Regions from separate parts of the Zea mays genome. Here regions 2, 3 and 4 are each linked to region 1. A link is a contact called in public Hi-C data. All regions are on one chromosome and are shown on one strand. The core of a region is the stretch at or near the end of the contact, and the rest is flanking DNA. Distances in the headings are between cores, read along the strand shown.

Evidence for each region. Hi-C and Micro-C count contacts between places; a contact is called where the count stands out from the background.
Region 2: a contact with region 1 is called in a Hi-C map of bundle sheath, with 2.7 times the contacts expected there. The contact joins the promoter of LOC103654817 here to the promoter of LOC103654819 in region 1. A contact is called at or near these places in 13 of 25 Hi-C or Micro-C datasets (bundle sheath, ear, endosperm and 4 more) and 1 of 3 datasets of contacts at active chromatin or transcription factors (leaf).
Region 3: a contact with region 1 is called in a Hi-C map of tassel, with 2.3 times the contacts expected there. The contact joins the promoter of LOC100191579 here to the promoter of LOC103654819 in region 1. A contact is called at or near these places in 4 of 25 Hi-C or Micro-C datasets (ear, leaf and tassel).
Region 4: a Hi-C map of ear shows a contact between it and region 1, with 2.7 times the contacts expected there. The contact joins the promoter of LOC606475 here to the promoter of LOC103654819 in region 1. A contact is called at or near these places in 7 of 25 Hi-C or Micro-C datasets (ear, endosperm, leaf and 1 more).

Annotation. Positions count from the first base shown.
Region 1 is chr4:240,219,368-240,222,810 of Zm-B73-REFERENCE-NAM-5.0, reverse strand. LOC103654819 (peptidyl-prolyl cis-trans isomerase CYP95) reads left to right here and starts at 1,627. Exons shown (of 14, transcript XM_035967552.1): 1 at 1,627-2,015; 2 at 3,321-3,413. The coding sequence starts at 3,336.
Region 2 is chr4:239,977,989-239,981,431 of Zm-B73-REFERENCE-NAM-5.0, reverse strand. LOC103654817 (cytochrome P450 734A2) reads right to left here and starts at 1,506. Exons shown (of 5, transcript XM_008681641.3): 1 at 1,026-1,506; 2 at 153-376; 3 at 1-54. The coding sequence starts at 1,338.
Region 3 is chr4:240,429,615-240,433,057 of Zm-B73-REFERENCE-NAM-5.0, reverse strand. LOC100191579 reads right to left here and starts at 1,655. Exons shown (of 8, transcript NM_001137009.1): 1 at 1,450-1,655; 2 at 1,196-1,324; 3 at 607-722. The coding sequence starts at 1,545. It also overlaps the pseudogene LOC100533160.
Region 4 is chr4:240,378,074-240,381,516 of Zm-B73-REFERENCE-NAM-5.0, reverse strand. It overlaps LOC606475, which reads right to left and starts at 1,863. Exons shown (of 5, transcript NM_001309486.1): 1 at 1,748-1,863; 2 at 1,594-1,624.

The DNA of each region.
Region 1 (3,443 bases), core at 378-2,877:
GGTCGGGTGCAGAATCCACTCGAGTGGCCTCCCCTCGGTTCGCTCAACCCCCCTTTTGGCTCCGTCTCGCCCAGCCACCAAGGTCGGTGCTCGAGGTTACTCAGGGGCGGGTCCTTCTAGGGCGGACTCTCCCTCCATTCGCCTTCTGATTCGCGTCCCTATGGCTCAGGGATTTGATCCCCGATAGACCAGTTGGAGCCATTTTTTGTTACTATTCCCCTAAATCAAAATATAGGATGTATTTTAGGTAACTAATGCAGATGCTCTAAGCTATGGCCAGCATATCATGTATATGACCTTATAAAGGGCCCCTTTGGCATGGCTCCTTGGGCGGCTCCAGCTCGGGCTCATCGTGAAGCCCTACCAAACGGTCATAAAACGACTTCTTGTCGAGAGCCCTCGAGGAGCTAGAGTCGTTTTCGTGTTGGGAGCCGAAGCACAAAAAATGTGGTTTCTATCGGCTCCTCATTCATTTCCCTAATACATCATTCGAAAGAAACACAAGAGAAACTGTTTAGCCAAACGAATTACAAAACAACTCTAGCTCCTCCTGAGAAGCCAAAGAGCTAGAGGACCTAAAGTTGAAACTCTTTTCAGAGGAACCGGAGCCCTGCCAAAAGGGGACAAAATACCGCTTTGTACCATGTTTCAAATGAAGTTGCTAGAGCTTGAACCGCATCTCCCATCCTGGATTCGGCCAGATCCTCTGTTGTAATGTCCGACCGCTGCTAGGTGGGGCCTGGCCGTGGCCGGCCCACGCGTCAGCCAGTCGGCGGCGACTACAGGGCTGATTGGTTGCCTAGACGTGCCCAGGCTCACTTCATGCATTAATCTACGAGAGGGTGATTAGTTGCCTATGCTACGAGTAGAGATGGCAATAGATAAATACCTACTGGGTATTACTATCCCACACTCATATCCGCGACAAAAAGTAACCTCGTTGGGTCACCTATATCCAATGGTAGGTATGGATTTACTCTCATACCCATACCCATGTGATTATAGATCACCCGTTGGGTCACCTGTACCTATAAAGATTAAACATATATCAAAATAATACATCATACAAACGTCAAGTATATCAATCTAAATGCCATTACAAAATTTCGAGCACCATTCAATCATCCATTCAACACTCTATTCAACACACACCATATATAATTGGATAAAGTAGCAACACTAAGATAATACCACATAACACATTACATGTTTCATTACATGGTTATCAAATAGCTGTTAAGCCTTCTATTACATCATCACAAAAAAGTTTGTTAAATAGTTAAAATATATGGATTATCGAGGCCTAAGTTTACACTTTTATATTGGGTATTTTATACCCATGTGTTAACAGGTATAGATGAGGCCGAAGCGTTCTAATATTTTTACGTACTGAGTGAAGTTTTTGTCTAATAAAAAACTCATAAATAGAATATTTAGACCATATACGTATGGATAAATAATCACGAGTCACCGGATCTGGTAACTATTGCCATATTTAGCTGTGAGAAACCGATCTACCTGCAGGTAGGCACTTTTCCACCGCTCTGCCTCACTGCCTGCATGCAAGGCGGGCGGGACCTTCGCCGTCCGTCCAACCGGCCCGAGCCCAGCGCCAGAGAGCACGCGTACCAATCACACCCTACGCCGTCGGCCGAGGATCCGGACCCGGACCCGGACTCCATGTCGCCTGACCACACTGTCACCACCATGAGGGCCCACATGCAGTGCATCCAGGACTAGCATTCAACGCTCCACGTGTCGGGGACAGAACTGTAATTGGCCCTGTCGCAGGGCTCTCAGGGAGCCAGGCTGCCAGGGTACTTGGCCGCTGCGCTCCTCCACTCCCCTATTCCCCACATCACTCCGCTTTTGCGGCCGCTTGTGGCGGTGCCTTCCACGGGGCTGCGGCTGCGCTCCGCCGGAGCGAGCAAATATCCTTGCCCCCACGAGACCCTCGCACAGTCGCACCTCTCCGACGTGACCGGCGCCGTAGAACCACCGGGTCTTCCCTTGTGGTTCGTGCTCTCCCTCTCTACCCGGGTCCCGGGCTGCTCCCCTCTACTTCGCAATCGCTGGATCGCACGCCAAGGGCCTGGCTTGCGCGTTTCGATCTGCATGGCCAGAGTGTTTCATGCGCGTTTGGGCTCTCTGATGTTTGGATGGGGAGGAGGTTCCAGGGTTTGGGGTTGAGTTCGCGATAGGGTTTTGGGGGGTTTGTAGGGATTTTCAGGGTTTGCGGTGTTGTGCACGGATCCTGATCTGGGGCCAGGATTGTTTGTCTAGATTCCTGCCGTTGCACCAGGATGTCTCTCTGCGTGATTACTGGTTACTCAAGTTAGTGTTGGCTGGCACCGTGCGATGTAGGCTGCAGCGCTGTCGGAGTCAGTAGGGGGGGGGGGGGGGGGGGGCTGGCGCATGCTGAACGGATGCCCCCATGATTATTTTTTCATTGACTTCAGTGCATGCTTTAATATTTATTTCATGGATTAACTGATTTGAGCCCCATATAATCATATAATTCTAGCTCCATCACTGGCAGTGGAACAGATGTACGAAACTTGAACAGGCGTAATGATATACTATTATTAACTAGCAAACATGTTCGTGCTTTGCAATGGAACACACTTTGGAACTGGACTGTATGCTCACTTTTCTAATTCGTATGAGCAGAGGTCGTGAGTTTTAGGTCACGGACGGGATATTAAACCAATTATGACTCTAGTCGTACTACTCTTAAAATTGGTGAGAACTGTGCTTGGGGGAGTGTAGGGACAGACTGACCAAGAGAGAGAGAGAGAGAGAGAGACTAAGAGAGAGTGATGGATCAAAATTTGGAGGAAGAAATTTCCACTCTTTAATTTTATAATAATATATAAATATATAAGTAAAGATTTATTATTATTAAGTGATTTATGACAAGGCCATGAACTTCTAGATGAATGTTCTCTGATGTTCTTGTCTTGCCTCGTTGCTTGTTTGCAATGGCTATTTATTGTAAAATCTGGTTTTTGCTAGTAGAATTGGGTACTGTGCTTGTTGCATCTGCATATCCTCTACTCCATGCTTGCGAGTTTCTTTTAGAAGGATGCAAAAGAAACTGCATTTATGTGTTTTGTGAGTAGTAGGAAAAGTATAGTTCTGCAGCTATTTAACTATGTAAGCGCATGCAAATTTGAAGGCATATAGCCAGTTTATGTGGTTTCAATCTTGTAACATTAAGTATTGTCTAGGGCAGCAATGCCATTTTTACCACGTTTACCAATTGCTTACTTTGTTGATATCTTTCCATTATTCATTGTGAAGCTACCGTGTTGGCCCAGGGATTATTCAAGAACATGGAGAGAAAGAGAAACCCCATTGTCTTTCTGGATGTATCTGTAGGTGATGAGCCAGATGAAAGAATGATCTTTGAGGTATGTTTGTTATTACTGTTTCTCAAATCC
Region 2 (3,443 bases), core at 257-2,756, 240 kb after region 1:
GCGCCACTTCTCCGCCAGAGCCGCCACCGACCGGCCGACGTGGGGCACCAGCCGCTGCCAGAGAGGACCAACAAGAACAAGGCGCGCGTCAGGCACCGCACAACGGACTGCTCAGAGCAGAGCAGAGCGGCATGGAAAAGCCTCTGTCTTACTTTGAGGTTGTCCGGGTAGAAGGCGTCGGCGAGGACGCGGCGGTGGAGCGCCCACTTGTCGCCGTGGAGGCTGACGAGGCCGTCGCCCTCGAGCTGGCGCACCACCGGGTGCGCCTCGTAGCGGTCGAACGCCTCCGCGCGCGTCAGGAAGATCTCGCGCACCAGCTCCGGCTCCGCCACCGTCAGGCGCGGCGTCGGCCCGAACCAGATCAAGAAGTTCGGTCCTGCGCATGTGGAGAACGCCGCCGGTCAATCAGCCAACCATTACCAACCAACTGATCGTCCAACCGTGGATTGCCAAGAACACAAAGACCAAAGGAAAAGAGAAAGAAAGAAAGAAAAAGACTTTGGACTTGTGCTGCGCTGGTTTTCTCCCATGTGCTCCGCTCATGATCCAAAGCCCAGCTCCATTGAATGCAAGAGCCAGAGGGGCAAGCAAGGCAAGGCGAGCAGGGGCAGGGGAAGGACAAGAGCTAGCAGGCAGCATGGGGCATGGCATGGCAGCAACTGAAGTGAGATAGAGAGAGTCTGGAGAAAGAAGGGAGAGGGAGTAAACACCATGAGCGCAATTGGACAGAGAGAGAGAGACTAAGAGAGAGAGAGAGAAGAGCTGCGCTGTGCTCTGCTGACAACAAGAGACAAAAGCTGAGCCCCTGGTCGCAAACAGACATGCACAGGGGAGCAATTCTGCAGGACAGAGAGAGAGAAAGAGGGGCGCCGGAAAGCGGACACGGAGGGAACAGATCACGGAGATGCAACCAAAAAGATGAGCAATCAAACGGAAAGGGGGGAGCACATGCTCGGCGACGCAACACATGGGCGAAAGCGAGAGGTGGGACGTGGGAGAGAGAGAGGCCAAGCCAGGGCACGCACCGTAGATCTTCCGCCAGTAGTGGTAGAAGGCGAGCACGCGGGGCAGCGCGTTGTGGGAGGTTGGCGGCGACATGGGCTTGGACGAGGCCTCCGCCATGAGCCCCACCATCTCCTTCACGGACCCCAGCAGGAACCGGTACGGCGGCCCGCGCACGCCCTGCGCCGCGAAGTGCGCCTCCAGGCGCCGGGGCCGCCACCACAGCGCGTCCGCCACGCGCGCCGCCACGTGCAGCGCCAGCCAAGCGAGAACGGCGACCGCCGCCGCTCGCCACGACAGCCAGCCCGCGCCGGCCGCGTCCATGTCCTCCCCCATTGCAGCCTGAGTCTTTGTTTCCTGCCCCCTTAATTGCTTCTTGGAATGGAACCAAGCAGGGCGGAGCTGGCTCTCTGGTAATAGCCGTGCGCTTGTGTGCCACGCACGCAGAGACAGAGGATTTCGAAAGAAACGGTGGTGGTAATGGCTGAAGGGTTCTGTGATGAGAAGGGAAGGCAAGGGAAGGAAGGGTAGGGCGGTTATATAGTGGTGGGGAGGTCGCCGGGGAGAGGCCGTTCCGGCGGGCGATGGAGACGGGAGGGAGCGCAGGAATGACTGATGAGAGAGGAAAGGAAGAATTTTTGTTTTGGAGCTGGTGGGTTGTAAGGGTCAACGGGTGGCCTTCGTCACTTTATTTAGGGGGTGTTTGGTTTCTAGGGACTAATGTTTAGTCCCTTCATTTTATTCCTTTTTAGTGTATAAATTGGTAAATATAGAAACTAAAATAAAGTTTTAGTTTCTATATTTGGTAATTTTAGAACTAAAATAGAATAAAATCTAGGGACTAAACATTAGTCCCTAGAAACCAAACACACCCTTAATTGACCATGTTGGATGGAGGGATGGCGTGTGGCTTGACATGTTTAGAAAATTTCATGTTTAGTCCCAACAAAACTTTCAAAATCCATGTCCAAAAACAAGTAAAACCATTTCTCAAAAAAAGAGAAATCATGCGCCAACAATCTCACTATTTACTATGAAACTTCTAGAAGAGACTCCACCAAAATCTTCGATAAACGCTAGAAGGAAAAAGATAAGTCGTAAAAAAACAGTAGTCTATAACACTATATAATCCATAATCCACTGGTTTATATTTTACAATACTTATCTAATCAAATCACTCTACGCTATCTTTACTGAATACACCAAACAAATTATACTCAGACTTAACACACCATCAAAATCAATGGTTCAAATTTCTAGGTAACCTTCTCTCCCTTACCCACTCAAATCAAATGCACGATATTGTTTGAATCATCTGTCATCTATCCCCTCCCTCACGACCTCACCGCCCCTCCCCTCCCTTGTACTGTCACCATCGTCGTCGACCCCTCCTCTCCCCTCCATGGGATCATAGTGTCATCACGAGCTATGTGCTGGTCTAGGAAGTAAGTTCGATGCCGACGGTGGACTTCCTGTTGCTGACACTTTCATCAACATATATAGAATAAACATTGTGTCGATAGCCTCTCTTGATTATTTCTCCTTTACCATGTAGATTGCCACCCATAAATATTTTATTGGCCGACATAACATCTGCAAGAGAACAATCTCAATGTATGGCACGTCCAAGCTTAGATCAAACTTGCAGGTGAATCCATTCAATGATCAGAAAGGCAACAATTGGACTATGTGGCTTATTGTGTAGGCATACCTCATCTTCTTTCGACAATTATCTCCTTCGAAAATGAGCTTGCTTGGTATTGATGAATTGAAGTAGCATCTAGAACTTCTTGTTTAGGGTTTGTTCGGTTAGAAGTGAATTGAAGGAGATTACATCCCTTGCTAGACAAAATTAAATGGAAAGAGATTTAATCTCCCTCAATCCTGTTCTACTCCCATGCTCAATCTCATTCTATTTCTTTCGGGGCCTATATTGCCGAAGGTCCTTTGTTTTGTTATGTCACATAATTGTCTTAAGGGTACTAGGAAAGGTTTTGCCGATGAACACTTGAATCCCAAAAATTATTTGTCTAACATCTGGCTTCGGCGATTAACAAGTGCATTCAGGAATGTCCTTACAGGCGTACGAAGCTAAGCTTTGACAGAGAGCAACATACAAAAACACTTCGTCTATATGCAAGTAATAAAGACAGTGGCCGAAGGTAGCGGCTTCGGCCACAAGCCAAAAAGGAAGAAGTAGTCAGGTGACGAAGGCTAGAACTCGTGAAGTCAAGAACAAAGAAAAGTACACTAGTATCCCGATACCATTTGTAAATGATATATGTAAAAATAGATGGGCATTATTGTAAATACGTACAAGGTCGGTTCATCTCCCTTATAAATAGATGAATTGTACCCTGCATAAAGTACTTTTATCCAGGTGCTGCCCTGCATAAAGTACTTTTATCCAGGTACTACAGCTTCGCATAGCTCAACCTTTA
Region 3 (3,443 bases), core at 406-2,905, 210 kb before region 1:
GGTCACAGCCCTTAGGGTGGCTAGGGAAGAGGCGGTGCTCTGGTCCTTGACTGGAGCCAAGGCCCTGTCTTTCCTCCAAGTCGATGAGTTGCTGGCTTAAAACAGCGTTGTGGGTCGTGTTTTCTCCATGTTAGTCGGTGATCCTTAGTTAGTCTCTAGTGTTGGGGTGTGTGTGCTGTAATGGGGTTCTCTCCCCCTTTCTTATTCTTCTATTAATAGAAAGATGCGCAGCTCTCCTGCGTATTCCAGAAAAAAAAATCACAATCCTAGAAGCCTAACATATTTATCATATATATGATACATAGTGGTATCATATAGCAGCAAATAAGCATGCTTGCTAATGTAAGATGCATAATCAATATCAAGTTTCTGAAACCATAAAGCTGATAATACATAATACTTCTACCGTACACTCATCAATGGTTTAGGACTCGATCAACTTAAAAGGAATATGTAAAAGAGTTGTCAAAACAACAACAAAAGCATTGACGAAACTATTTTCGTGCATTTCCATGTGCCTGGAAGCTATAGAACAGAATATAGCAGCAATATAATTTAAATGCAAAAAATCAGCACTACATTATAGTTACAAGTAGAGTTACTCACACTGCCTTGCAAGCACCAGGAACATGATACTTGAAATGCATTTTTCCCAGCCAATACCTCGCATGTGTATTACCATTGTCAATCTCCAAAGCCAGCTCAAAGTTTTCCTTAGCGCCCTTTACACATGAAGAAAGTTATGTAAAACAAGATGTTAAGACCATTAGTTAAAAAACATTGTCAAGCAGGTGGCCATGAGAGGTTCAACTTAAAAAAGTTAAGCCGGTTAAAAGAACAAGATCAGTGTGATCTAGTGGAATATCTCCACTACACAACTCCAGCCGATTAAGGCCTTGTTCGTTTCTATCAGATTGTACCCGGAATCGTTCCAGTTAATTAAAGTTTATATAAATTAGAGAAGCAATCCGGTTAGGAATCGTTCCGACCCACCAATCCGGCACAAACGAACAAGGCCTAATTCACGGAATATGAAGAGAACTCGTTGCCCCCAAGTTCTCTGTCAATGCTGGAGATATCACAAAATTCAACTAACTAGGCTACAATAAGTGAACCTTTTTTTTGACGGATTAGGTGTTCCCTCATCTCATTGCAGAAAAATGGGAGCGGAAAGAAGATAAACCCTAAGCCGTACCCTTAGAAGCGGGATGAGGCGCTTGTCGTTGAGATCGGCGTAGTCGATGACGCGGTCGACCTCCTGGAGCGCACTCCATCCCTTGGCCACCAGCTCCATCGCCTTCTTGTTCCTGTCGTGCATCCACCTCTGCAACCAGACAACAAAATAAGAAATATACCGCTTCAGGATTTCAGTTCATCACCAGCGCCACTACTATAAAACATGGCTATCATCATATGAGATCCACCCACGTCCCAATTGACGCGCCTAACCTGTTGGTTCAGTACGGCGGCGAGCTGGCTGGAGCGCATGGAAGAAGAGGAAAACGAGGCGGCGGCGGACAGCCGCCGCGCCGACGCCGCAAGCATGACGGCGCGTTGGCCACGGAGAGCGGCGCGGAGGCCTAGCCGGCGGCTACAGCTGGTGCTCCAGCGGCGACGCCACCCCGCACTCCCGTCGTCTTCGTGTTCTTCCAGCGGCTGCGGCCCTGCAGGCGAGGTGAGCACGGAAGCAGCGGGGTACCTAGGAACGCCGAATGTCCTATCCGTCCTCGCGTAAAATATTTTTTTTTCGATATCTCATTTTTTCCTTTATACATTAAACATCTATATTAACAACATATTTCCTTATTATTAACGGACGGCGCCTACTAGCTCATTCACGTCGTCAGAAAACTTTGTAGCCGTTCGATGATGGATCATTAGTCCATCTTCCTTGCTCTCTCATACGCCCCTCGTACTTATCGCCTCTAGAGACTTCCAAGTGACGCTAGCGTCAGCCTCGTCTCGCTCGTTTTGCTCCGTCTCTCTTCCTCCTCACTTCCCACCCACCCTCGTTTTGCTCCGTCTCTCTTCCTCCTCACTTCCCACCCACCCTCGCTCGTTTTGTTCTGTCTCTCTTTCTCCTCACTCCCTCCGTCGATCCTCTGCAGCTTGCATCGGTCGACCAGTAGTCTTCCACTGTAATCGCCTCTCATTATTCTTTCTGCCACGCTCCTCTTCGTCCTTACTCCCTCCGTCTTGTCTATCTGTAGCCACTTCGTCTTCCTACGTTTTTGCCAGGTTAGAAAAAGGCATGTTTTCTTTTTTCCCGATACTTTGTCCTTCTAGCAGATCTAGTTCCTTCTGCTTCACATTTATTGGATCTGTTAGTCGCTTCTTACGATTCGCATCTTAGATTTTTGGATTCGTTGGGCGCCTTAAACCGCAACCATATTTCTCCTCTAAGGTCTGTGTCTTGTCTTCGGCGTGAAAAGTGAATCACCCCACCTCCAAAAAATTACTTTGCCCCCCCCCCCATGTTACAGTTAACGTTCTTCGCTCCTTACTCTCTGCGTGTTATTTCATATTTACACAGTACATGGATGAATATTCTTTCGAAAAAAGATGTTAAGTAACTTAGTGACTCTCCTTAACACTGTAGGATTTGAGGCTGTCATAGTATGCTCTCTGACCGTGCTGGCGGGAGGAAGGAGGTGTGTATATAGTTTTCTTGCATTATTTTCCTGTGACTATTCTCATCCCTCCTATATGTTCTTTCAGATGATTTAAGTTCTCTGCGTTTATAACCAGAAAGAGGAGGATAATCCAATCATGGTAACTAAATAGTAGGTAGTAATGTTTCACGGTAAATCACAGTGCTCGAATGCGATATGATCTTTGACTCGGAGTATTGAAGACTAATTTAGTTTGAGTTTGAGATTAGTTGTTTTTGTCATTAATAAACTCACATTGGCATCTGGTTACGAGCTCACTACTAGATTTTAGATCTCCAGTTTTGGTGTACTTTTGCTGCATGTGTCTCCCAGAGTTGCAGATTTGCAGGTAGCACCTGATTCTTTTTTATTTTTGGATTGAGATACAGTGAAATTTATATTTGCCTGTTCCCACCATACTGTAATATGAATACAAGGATGGCTTGATCTGGCAAGTGCTCGCCATTCTATGGGCCCATCATGCTTTTCGAGTACACTGTTTGATCACAAGGAGCGGTCTGCTGCCACTAAACTTCAAGTTGTTGATCATGATGGCCTGAAAAATTATCGGGTAAATGACTTCTCTACTATTTGAGTTAACTGATGCTATCTATCTATCAACATTGCAGAACTAATTCTAGATTTTAGGAATGCTTTTGTTTCTCTTGAATTTGGTTCCTCGGTTCAAGTTTTGTTTTTACTGAAGCATACATTTATATAAAATTAGAATGTCAATTCCATACACAAATCACTGATGGGTTTTTGCTTGTTGGTAGGGATATGCTCATATGC
Region 4 (3,443 bases), core at 614-3,113, 160 kb before region 1:
ATCCTTCCCAAAACTATATTCCAATTTCCAACGAATAGATAAATGAAAGTAATTTTGTATTTTTATGATAATAGCACATATATCTTCGAACTGTTAGTTTGTTTCTTACTAGACATCTAAGTATATGTGTACATAGAAATATGTACCATCTGAGCCCGTGGTGCCCCATGTAAAATTTATAGAATATATGTACGAAATGACCAGGATATATTACTCAGCACAGCATTGCATCCAGTGATCCAGCCACTACCTAGACTGGAGCCAGCATACTGGTCAAACATTCACAAATGATCCACTGCAGTCCCAAATCATCAATTTTCTGAACTTAAACCCCCGCTTTTGCAAGGGATTGGTTAAGTACGCTCTCCTTCCTATAAAATGAATCATTAGGTGCACTTGCATGCTATATCTTTGTATCTAGGATTCCAAAGACCATGCAGAGCACCTCTTTCCGGCTTGTACTCCTTCACTGACATGAATCCAAACAATTAACGTATATATTGGTTGTTTCGTTCCCTTTTGTGCTGCTTGCCTGACTGAGCCACAAAGCAACGAGGCGGCACACGAGTGGGCCACAGATGGGCACTACCTAAGACAGAGAGCAATATAATAGGTTCAACGTTGCATGGACTCTAATTATATTGTTACAGATTCTATGCACAGGCCATCGAGTGCGGCATGTGTGGTGTGTTCATGCAGCACACTTGCCATCCTGTAGTTTCTTCGTGACGTAATCGGTCCTCGACGAGGATAAAGTCAGTCAGTCAGCCAGTTTAGCTGACCAGCTTTCTTGTGTAGTCTCGATGCAGATTCAGTGATTGTGTACATCGCATTGCATTGCATCATAGAGGTGCACATAAAGATCTCTATTGCACGGTGGCCCATCAGGGACATCAAAGCAAATGATGTATGAAGTTTGGGTAGATAAGACCAGAACGGTGCGCAGCATGATGGCACAACTCAACTGAATGACTCATGCAATGGGACCATAATAATGGTCAAATACAGTCATATAGCATAATTTCAGATAATGCAGAAACAGACAGTCCATCACAACCTTGTAACTAAGCATCCCCTATTCTATCCTCTATTTCAAACTAACAGTATCAAACAGTGTCATCTACAGTTCCAAGGAAAGTATTTTCCACTGCCCATATTTTCCATGGAGACAGTCTGACAGACCCATTTCCCGAAAGACAAAGAGCACTACTGAAACCTTCAGATTTCCTCCACGGCTCACGGCGGCAAAAGCCCCCAGATTCCCTCGTATCAGATGCCATGCCATAGCTGTCGACTAATCATCGGCCGCACGAATCTCAAGGACACGCCCCCTCAACCCCGGTCCCAAAAACCTCCCGCGCGCAAACGAGGATAACAACGGGAGAGGAGAGCACGAGAGAGACGGCAGCCAAACCAACGAGTATTGGCAACGTTTTGCATCCAAATCCCTACAGATCGATCCAACCCTCGCGGGCAAGAATAACAAAAAAAAATCCAGCAAAAACAACCGATCGCGTGATGCCGTCAAAAGCAACAAATCCAACAGACCCAACCACGATGATACGAACAAGGGAAGGAGACGGACGTGTGTACCTGAGCCCCGATCCTCCTCGACTCCTCGCGACTGGCAGACGGCGGCGCGTCGGCAGAGAGGACGGAAACGATCTCGTCAGGATCGACGGCGGAAGAACCCAAACAAAACGAAACGAAACGTGAGGGGATTGAGAAGAGGGGTCCGAAAACCTACCTCGCGTCGCCTCGTCTCGTCTCGTCTCCGCAAGAACAAAACAACAGTTTTTTTTTCTTTGCGTTCGCGTGCGTATTTGTTCGCCTGATCGGTGGGAGAGGAAGGGACGCGAGGCACCGACGTCGAGGCGGGTCAAAGGGCAGCGCCGGCCGGTCCCACGAGTCGGTGGCAGCGGGAAACCGCGCGCGGTGCCAGTGCCGTGGCTTTCGTGGAAGCCAACCAAGTGTCCAGCTGGTGACGTGATTTGTGTGACTCAAGGACAGGTGGGCCGATTTGCTAGGCCCACACGGAAAGGGCTGCACCGTGCACGGGCTTGGGCAGGATCGTTGGAATTATGGTGTAGTTGTGTACAAATACAACTGCTGTTTTTTTTTAAGGAAAAGATTTATTGAAGTTTCTACTTATACTTTTGATTTATTACGAGAAACAATTAAACTGATAAGCTACTATAAAAACGCCCATCTTTTGCTTAAATCTGTAAAAAATATCTGAAATAAGTTGTACCAAACAAGACCAATATTGGGACATGAAAATTTGAAAGCCATGTTCTAAATCTAAAATAGTAGGATCTAATATTTTTATTTAAAATAATCAATAACAAACTAAAACTTGCAATAACATATAGTGTAATAGAATATATAAAGAAAATATCTATTTTATTTGAATAACATCGTTTTTGGTGGGTTTTTAAATAATATATTCTACAATATGTTTATATTCAATCTTCTCCATAGCTTTAATCGCGAGTGCTATTCTACTAAATATCATGTATTTGTTGTGTCATACTATAACACAAATATAAATTTAGTAGGTTTAATTTAGAGAAACTTCATTCACGCACGCGAACATGTATTAGAATCCTATGAAGATTCATTCTTTGTTCCGCTTTGACGCAACGGTAGGGTAGGAAGGAAGATAGATGTTGCATATTAACATATGTTGTATAAGATTATAAGGGCTAGTTTTGGAACATCATTTTCCCAAGAGATTCATATTTTCCCAAGTAGGAATCCTTTGGAAAAATGGTATTCTGAAACTAACCCTAAAACCAGGGACCAAGCTACACTATAGGTAGCGGATGCAAATGCACCCCAAAAAAATATAAAATCTATAAAATTGGTTAAAATTTTACCATATATGCGCCCGTAAAATAAATTCTTATGTATCCACAAGTCAAATGCACCATCCTTAATTTTGCTCTAGCTTCACCGCTGCCTAAAACTAGAACAATCTGATAATTTTGGGACTCTTAATTTTTTGAGGCTTGCAAGTGCACTGCTCGCACATAGCCCGGGCCTAAGAGCCTTCGTAGAAGAATATAAGATTGTCTCCAACAATAGTCTGTAAACTGTTTTGTCCGGTATATTTAGCTGTCGGCGTTTCGAGACCGGGGGGTCCCTAGGCCGACGAGTGAAATGTCGCCGCGTGCCCCAGCCCAGATGGGTCGGCGCGAGGCCGAGCGCGAAGGGGGGAGAAAGGTGGCCGGAGTCGGGCGTGAGAGAGGTGGAAATCCCGCGGCCTTCGTGTTCGTCCCGCGCCCAGGTCGGGTGCGCTTGCAGTAGGGGATTACGCGTCCACGCGGGTGAGGGAGCGAGCGGCCTTACGCGAGCGCCTGTCTCGTCCTCGTCCCCGCGCGGCCAACCCTCTCTAAGAGGGCCCTGGTCCTTCCTTTTATAGACGTAAGGAGAGGACCCAA